Linked DNA regions of Oryctolagus cuniculus: region 1 is linked to region 2. A link is a contact called in public Hi-C data. All regions are on one chromosome and are shown on one strand. The core of a region is the stretch at or near the end of the contact, and the rest is flanking DNA. Distances in the headings are between cores, read along the strand shown.

Region 1 (4,666 bases), core at 760-3,259, 98 kb before region 2:
CAAGGGGGCTGGGAAGCTGAGGAGCAGATGGAGAGTCAGCTAAGCACCTGTGTCTCTGGCGTGCCTCTGTCGCGAGCACCTACAGTCGTGCAGCTCGACAGTAGCAAGTGCAACGTATGACTTGTCAGTCACAAGGAAGAAAGGAACACAAAGACACAGGACTGTCTTTCCAATGAGAGATTTTATTGCTTACACACCAGGGTTTTTTTATCACACTACTCATCAGCATGCTCACTGAGGTCAATACACTTATCAATACCAATATACTTATCAATCTATACTATTTAATACACTTATCAATAAATTTAGCACCACTACTTAATCATGACTTAACTACTTAACTTAGCTACTTAGCTTAATGTAACTACTTACCTTCTACTTAACTTACTTACTATAATACTTAACTATCAGAGTAACACTATTTCCTTAATGACTAAAGGACTACGGGAATCAATACCATTAATATCAATAGCAATAATACTATTTGAACTTATTCATTAATCCACAGATCACAGTATACAGTGTTAAAGTAATTTTGAGGGTTATCCAATTATAATAGTATATGTACATCAAGGTCTCCAGCATTATTTACAGATACCTTGCATAGGGGTCAAAACATAGGGTCAAAGCAAATAATGACTAACATTATTTATAAAAGCTGCATTTTCAAAGTTCATGTCACGATCACGAAAAAGAGTGTCAGTGTTCAAGGTCCAGAGCTCCATGTCTTGGCAGAGACAGATCTTGGATCAGTCACTTACAGGCAGGACGTCGTGGGAACGCTGGGCAGTAGGCTCAAAGTTCCCAGGTGGATGGCCAGGCAAGAAGTTGGAGAGGTCCCCTGCTGAGAGGCCTGGTCTGGCTCTGTGGTCAGGTCTGGCAGTAGGCTGATAAGGGGTCCAGGCAGGGTGGTGAGGCGGCATCTTGGCTGGTCCGGCACGGTGGCAGGAGAGCAACGCAGCAGCCCCGCTGGCCTCTTAATCCCGTTGTCGCCTTGTGCCGCATAGCAAATGCTAGCGGGCTGGCTCTTCGGCTCCAAGTATGAGGAGATCCAGAGGTTCACACGCACTAGGCACACACACACACACACACAGAGACAGTGGGGTTACAGCTCAGGGAAAGCTCTGCAGGTCGGCTTGTGCAGCTACCTGCTCCATGCAGAGTAGCAGGCTGCCTCTTTAGCTCCAGATGTATGGAGATCCAGAGGTTTACACACACCGGGCCATGATCCCCAAGAGGATGGAGAGTGGTGCAAGGGCTCCCCTTTTTATCCTCATTTTCCAGCAGTCCTCCAGCTTGCCATCCTCCAACCTGTTGTCCAATCAATGTTTCTTCCTTGCTTGCAGTTGAACAGTCCAGTCAATACTGTTCCCACCTTACTTATGTTTTAACAGTCCAGTCAGCATGGGTAGAAAGGTATTGTCCATAGCGCACTGTTATCTGACTGACCAGAGATGTCTGCTTGGTATGATTAGGAGCGTCTCCCTAACAGCCGTTAGGCATTGCCTCAGCTCCTGACTTATAACTCCACTTTACTTTTATTTGTGGCTAGTGGTAACTTTTTTTCCACTTTTATTTATTTACTTTTCAATAGCTTAAATCATTGAGGGGTACAGCATCACACAGATTCTGTGTCCAATGGCCTTCGCAGGAAGGTTGCTTCGGAATTTGTCATGAACCATGCCACTGTTTCCGTGAGCATGAGTTACCTTTCCCCAGATGACTCTGGTTTTGTTAGGTTTGCCGCCAGGAGTCACTGTGTTGTTCTTTGCTTTGTACACATAAGCACACCTCTTGCCCAAGTAGAATTCAGTTTCATCCCGAGCATAAGCACCTTCAATTTTAAGCAGTGCCGTGTGTTCCCTTTGGTTCCGGAGACCTCGCTTATAGCCAGCAAAAATGGCCTTGCACCACAGTCTTCCAGACATAGCTGCCTTCTAGAAGTCCTGCTCCCTGCAGGCCTCCACAGGCTCCAAGATGGCGGAAATAGAGCACTAGTGGTAACTTTTTAACTCAATGTCTTACTGTGGAGTTTCCACAGTTCATTTCCTTTCCAGGTAAGTGGTGATCTGTGACTTTTTGAGATTCCTGTGGGATTCTCAGAGCCTGACGTCTGTCATTCAGAGAAACCTCCTGACTCAGCTCCTAAAGGAGGATGATGTGTGAGGCCTTAAGGAACTCCAGGTCAAGCTAAAAGAGGGGCAGGCATTTGATCAAGATGCCCACATCCCATGTCAGAGTGCCTGGGCTCAACAGCCATCCCCAACGCCTGTCTCCAGCTTCCTGCTACTGCACGCTCTGGGGAGCAGCAGTGACGGCTCAAATACTTAGTTCTCTGCCTCCCAGCCGAAGAGCAGGATGGAGCTCCTGACTCCCAGCTGCAGCCTGGCCCAGCCCTGGCTGTTGCAGGCATCTGGGGAGTCAACGGGTGGGTGGAAGTGTTGTCTGTCTGTCTCTTTCTCTCTGCCTCTCAAGTGAATTGATCAATCACAAATTTAAAGCCCAAAAGAGTTGCTTCATTAAAATTGCTACCGGACGTTGAGGTACAACCACACTGCCTGCACACTGCCCTCTGGACGGCCATCACATGCAGAGTGGAGACGCACGTCCCCTGCCCCTGCCAAGTCCATCTGCAAACATCTCCCTAAGGCCAGTGGTGCCCCATCCTCACCCTTCCCCTCCCACTTAGCCTGTCGTGGGCTCTGAGTACCCTGTTCCAGCATGTCACCTCCCCACAGCACAGCCAGTGCCTCCTGAGGAAGCTGTGTGCCCTTCCATCGTCCCATTAAACCCCAGGCACAAGCTGGACCCTGAGGCTTGTCTGTGCCTCCCCTCCACTCACACCCCCGGTTCAGTTGGTAATCACCCCCACCACCACCACCACCGGCATGTAGCCTCTGAGGCTCCAGCAGAGTCCAGTCCCCACCACTGCTTTGCTGTTTCCAACTTCCAGCAGTCCAAGGTCACTCTTCCCTTCCCATCTGCCCTCCCTTGTGGCCCCGTCTCACACTGAGGACGTTGGTCCAGCCAGCTGCCAGGCGGCCCAGGGTCCCGGAGGTGTTACTGCTCTGTGCCTTCCCTCCCACCCCTAGCCACTTCCGCACCCCAAATGGGAACTTCACATCCACCCTCCCAGGCCATCCCCGGCTGCACTGCCAGCTCGAGGCTGGGTGATGTTGCTTGGAGAAGGTTCAGACCCCCATGCAGAGGAGAAAACCACTGAACACTGAGCCCCAGCATCCACGGGGAAGTCGGTTGTCCTCTCAGGCCCCAGCCTGCCCCCACACCCTGGAGTTCATCCTCAGAACCGAATCCCTCCTCCATCGCCTGTTCCCTCCTGCCCCGGGGTCCCGGCGGCCGTGACCTTCCACCCGCTAATGGAAACAAGTGTCTCCATCAGGAAGTTCTGCGCAAGGAGGTTCCTCGCCCCTTTCTCACATGGAGAAGCGGGCTCTTTGTTCCTCTCCACTCCCTTCCACGAAAGGCTTAGAGATCTGAAACTGCTGAGCACGAGGCACCCTGAAAGCATTTTCCCAGTGGAGCTGCAGCTTCCTTCCTCGTTCCGTGAACTGGACGATGGCAGCCGTTTGTTGTCAGCAGCATTTTCCCTTCGGGTCACCACACGCACATTGCACATTCGCAAAGGCACAGACTCCACAGGCCCTCCCGGCATCGTTGGGCCCCCGGCCCCACTCCCCAAACCACCTCTGGATGTGGCCCTGAGTGATCCTGGAAGACCAGATGGGAAGGCAGATGAGGAAAGACAGCCAGGGAAGTCAGACGTGGGAGCTCAGGCCCAGGCAGGAGCTTGGTTCTGTGTCTGGCCTGAGCTCGTCACACCTAGTCCAGGAGGCAGTACCCGCCTATTGCTGCTTGCAGGCTGGGGAAAAGCCACAGAGGCAAAGAGTGACTTCCAAGAGGTCAGAGATTGACCCCTCTATGGTGAAAGGGAATTTGAGGCTAAAGACACATCAGGCCCACAGGCAGCTGAGACGTGACAGGACAGCCAGCCTGATAAGCCAAGGTCCCCAGCAAGCAGCCCAGGCTGACCTTTTAAGGAGCTCAACGGACGAAGAAACAGTAAAAATAAAATAAACAGTCACTGCCTATCCTCTGTGTGCCAAGCAGTATTCAGGGCTATATATCTATTCTATCACAGCCCTTTGGAAATGGAGATCCAATACAGAATCCACACTGTACTATTCATTCTTCTAATGTGTATAGTCTGTGGTTTTTGTAGGCTTTCCAAGTCATGCAAGCATCCCCAGTGCTTAATTCCGGTACATCTCATTATCCCAGGGCCACAAACCAAACAACCCCATAGCTATGAGTGGCCACTCTGCCTCTTCCCAGCCCACAGGTCTATGTTGTTATCTCTCCTAATTTGGGCCTCTTCACCCACAACTGGTGCGGTTCTGTGGCGTGTTCCATTTAGCATGATGTACTCAAATGCCATCCATGTGGTTGCAAGTATCAGAGCAGCCATCATCACCCAAGGACAGGGTGGTCCTGAGAAACACAGCGACCATGCTGCCAGGCAAGCCCCCAGAGTGCGCTCACTCACGCCTGGATGACATACGTACGCCAACCCCTCAGCACAGCCTCCTGATGTGTCAGGTGGGCACAGGCTGCACGGGGCTGCTGCGGCACGGCACAGGGTTGCACC
Region 2 (4,419 bases), core at 204-2,703:
GGGAAAAGCAGTAGAAAATGGCCCAAGTCTTGGGGCCCCTGCTCCTGTGTGGAATACCCAGAGGAAGCTCCTGGCTCCTGGCTCCTGGCTTTGGATTGGCACAGCTCCAGCCACTGTGGCCATCTGGGGAGTGAACCAGCCAATGGAAGACCTCCCTCTCTCTCTGCCTCTGCCTCTCTGTAACTCTGCCTTCCAAATAAATAAATAAATCTTTTTTTAAAAGAGAAACAAACAAATAAATAAATGAGGATTATTCGGCTCATGATTCTAGTGGCCGGAGTCTCAGGCCGCATCACACCATGACAGCAAATGGCTACAGCTGTGTGGAGACGGGCCCCACACTGCGACACCCAGCCCACTGCACAAGCCCAGCACCAATCCGCTCATGAGCACGGGGCCGCATCACCCCCATTTCCAGTCCTCCTCTTAAGGTTCTGCCACCACCACACCCCGGCGCTGGAGAGCAAGCTTGCAGCGCGTGCCAACCGCCCTGGCAGCAGTTGGCAGAGGCATCAGGGGGCAGTGAGGCCCCGAGGGGTCTGCCCTCCTAAGTGACGCCAGTGCATTTATAAAGAAGGCCTGCGGGGGGCCGGCGAGGACACGCGGAAGGCGCCATCTGGGCAGAGCAGGCCCCTCTCTGGCCCCCGGTCCGCGGCAGCCTTCCTCTTGGACCTCCCAGCCCTCAGAACTGGGAGCAGCATGTTTGCGTTGTCTGTAAATGACCCTGTGTCAGCTGCAGAAAGGATTGAGACACTCTCCATCCCCACACCTCCAGCCGGACCCTGAGAGCTTTTGCCGGTATCCATTCAAAGGCACACGCCTCCTCTTCCCGGCAGCTTCTTGCGGTCAAGGTCTCGCTGAACTTCTTGAGCTCAGCCGCTTCTCCTGCAGACGTGTGACTCACCATAGTGAGGCACCCGGACAAGACTCCCCACGGAGAGAAGGGAGCTTCCTATCTCGTGAGCCGGCTCCTCAGGGCCTGCTGTCCAAGACGGATGTGCAGAGGCTCAGCAGGCTTGGAATTCAGCACGCTGGGAAGCAGAGGCGGCGGGAGACCTGGATCCTCATCTCCAAGCTGACCCAACTCTGAGTCACTCAGGCTAAGTGGACATCCCCGCCTGACCTTAGGATGGCCCCTCCCGCAGTGAGGGTGACCCCTGGCCACAGGCCGGAGCCGCGGAATGGGCGGTCTCTGACAAGTCTCTCTGATTTCACACCCATGTCTCTTCTCTTGGAAACACGGCCTGAGCTGTTGGCTGGGCAGAGTGGGAAGTTAAAATGTCTGCAATTAAAACCCTGGAGCCAGCCAGGACCTAGATTATTGAAAACAAAAACAAAAACAAAAACAGCTCACATAGCAGACAGACCTGCAGATAAGCTTTCAGAGGTCACTCCAGGGAGCTCCTGAAGCCCCAAGAGCAGTAGGCAGAGGAGGGCCCTTTCCAATCTTAACCTGTCTCTTCCGCAGCTTCCAGGACCAATGGGACGTGGAGATGGGGGTCCAGATTTTCACAAATCCCAGACCACAAATCCAGAATCCCAAGGGCAGGAAGACTCACTCTGTGCTGACACCACCTGTTGGTTTTCTCCAAACCTTACCCAGCTGCACTGTAGAATTTTGTCATTACATTTAAATCCCAGTAGCGTTAACCACTGCAGAACTCAGGTACCACGTCATCATTTTAAATGATGCTTCACTGCCCTGACCAGAATAGCAGTATTTTTAGAATCCACATCCTTACGTAAACTGGTTGGAATCTGAGAGCTGCCAGTCACTCCCTTCCTTGTCGACCAAGGGCAAAGAAGCTGGGTGGTCCCGGGAAGGCGACAGATCCTCTGGGGCTCGGTGGATGGCTTGTGGCAGGCTGTGACTCACTCTACTCTCTTCACATCAGCTCTCAGCGCCCCTCACGCCTTGCTGGTGGTGCACAGGCTCCCCCTGGTGCCCTGTCAGGTCAGGAGTGTGCTCGGCCTGTATACTTGCCTGAGGCAGGAAGTTCCTGAAAGAGAGCACGCTGGGAGGCAGCCATCCCCCCAGGCAGGGCAGGGACAGCTGCTTTCTGCTCTCCTGCCTCTGGCTGTTGATTCTGGAAGTCAGGCTGTGGGCTGCCCACAGTGTCCCTGGAGGATCGGTGCGCAGCGCTCACCACGTTGACCCTGACCATACAACTTGCCCTGGCTTCTCCTCCATCCATACAACATGCCCGGGCACTCTCTCTGAGGTGCCCCAGTGAACTGTCTGCATGCAGGTCCTCACTCCGTCTCTGTTTCACAGATTCATCTGTTCATTATTCTCCTTCTCCTTGGCCAATACCTGGATCTCAACCAGGAGGTTAATGGAGGCCAAGGTCAGGAACTCAGCTGGACACGTGATTGGTGTGTTGCCAGGGCTGGGACTGGAACTAGGACTGGAGCCTTACCCAGTGTGTTTTTCAGGGCCAGGCTGAGTTCAAGAGAGTGGCCCACAAGTCGGGGCTGACAGGGCTGGGTCTGAGTTAGCCACATAGCTAGGTGACATAAACATGGGTTGAGACAACATTGACATCTGTCAAGATAACGGAAGCCAACTCAGTGCTGGAGAAGCTTCCAAAGCAAAATATAGAAATTTGGAACATTGGGGAAAACTTTGTGATGTTATCTGGAATTAGGTATTGTATGAACTCATAGTGTTAAGGATATAGATTGATTAATAGATAAATGATTGATAGGAGGAAGGAGGGAGGGAGGAAGGATGGCGAGGGGGAAGAAGGGAGCAAATGGAGAGAGAGACAAAGGTAGAGGTAGAGATGAGCGATGCACACTGATTATGTTCACTGGAAAAAGCTAGAGACAATGACACATGAGTATCAGCGTATACATCAAGCGCCCATTTTATAAAAACCATTCTCCACTAAAGAAACCAGAGATCCTTCGATCCACGGCTCACTCCAGAGCTGGAATATCTGGTTGTGTCAAAAGAGAAAGAAGTTATTTTTTAAAAGTAATGAAATGTGTCAAAGACACATAGAACCCAATTTGAAGAGACTCACTGGCCAATCTGGGACAATCTAATCACCAAAATAAATACAAATTTAAAAAACCATAATAATTTATATTAATCTATTGAATAAAGTCAGAGAAGGGAAAGTTCTAACTTAGAGTGAAATGCTAACCAAAAAACAGAAGAAAGCATGGAGTCAGACAATCACCACTTGGAAGCCATCAGAGTAAAAACTGATTCAGGCAGGAATCATCTATGAATCCTAAAACAAATGGTTGAAAATTTGATTAGGAACAGACTATTGATAGCCTCAAATTATCTCCCAACACAAACAACATAACAATCAACCTATACAATGAAGAGAATTGCAGGCAACCCTTTAATCACATAATAAAAGAGCCCATCACCAGTAGCAGAACAAGTGTACCTCCTGGTACAATGCACTGAGAACAAACATGTCTTCAGCTACTCTATTGCTAACAACACGTAAACTAGATCTAATCGCTAGGAAATAAAACAAATCAAACTGAGAAAAATCCTACCTAGAAACCGGCCTCACTGTCAAGGTCATGAGACGAAGACTGAGAAACTGTTTCACATCAATGGAGACTAAAGGACCATGACATCTGAATACAGCGCGTGGTCTTTCATTGGATCCGGAAGCTATACAGAAAGTCACTGGGAAAACGAGCAACACTGGAATGGAGAGTTTGAACAGATGGAAATGTTGGGTCTGTGTGGACATCCTGATTTTGATGTTTGGACCATTGTTCCAGAGAAGAGTATTGAAGTGGTAAGGTGTTATTAGTCGTTCATGTTGTCTGCAGTTTAATCTCAAAGGGGTCAAAGAAAAAAAACCTCTCTACGAATAGATACATAGATCTGTGTCATATAAATGAGAGTGCTTCCAAAAGTCCCTGGAGTGCTGGGTGCTTGCTGCAGCCATTAAGATTCTGCTTGGAACACCTGTGTCCCTTGTCAGAGAATCTGGCTCTGGCTCTGATTCTGGCTCCCTGCTGATGCACACCTGGCAGGCAGCAGGTGATGGCGCAAGTGGTTGAGTTTCTGCCACCCAAGTGGGAGATCAGATTGATTTCCTACCTCCCAGGCTTTGGGGTAGTGAACTAGCAGATGGTCAGTCTGTCTGTCTCTCTCTCATAAACAAAATATTTTAAATTAGCTTTTTAAAAATTCATGGAAAACAGAATTCAAAGATAACGGTCATTTTCCATGATTGTTTTGAAACACCCTCATACGTAGCAGATACACACACACACACACACACACACACAGTTACTTCCAAAAGTTTGTGGAGGCCTGGCATTGTGGTGTAACAGGTTAAGCCGCCGCCTGCAATGACCGCATTCCATATGGACTCGGGTTTGTGTCCTGGCTGTTCCGCTTCCAGCCCAGCTCCCTGTTAATGCACCTGGGAAAGC

The links. A called contact is a pair of places that touch in the nucleus more often than the background predicts.
Region 1: a Hi-C map of embryonic fibroblasts shows a contact between it and region 2, with 7 times the contacts expected there. The contact joins the promoter of LOC127484461 here to the enhancer-like site in region 2. A contact is called at or near these places in 5 of 6 Hi-C or Micro-C datasets (ear pinna, embryonic fibroblasts, psoas muscle and 2 more).

Annotation. Positions count from the first base shown.
Region 1 is chr17:39,972,055-39,976,720 of mOryCun1.1, reverse strand. It overlaps LOC127484461 (large ribosomal subunit protein eL33-like), which reads right to left and starts at 2,009. Exons shown (of 1, transcript XM_070061072.1): 1 at 1,577-2,009. The coding sequence starts at 1,928. The coding sequence ends at 1,596.
Region 2 is chr17:39,873,290-39,877,708 of mOryCun1.1, reverse strand. No RefSeq gene overlaps it. Among named protein-coding and RNA genes, the nearest start is that of CCL1, 23 kb to the right of the region's middle. Within about 2 kb of position 1,453, at least 1 of the 8 cell types and tissues checked has an H3K27ac peak or open chromatin away from gene starts, as enhancers often do.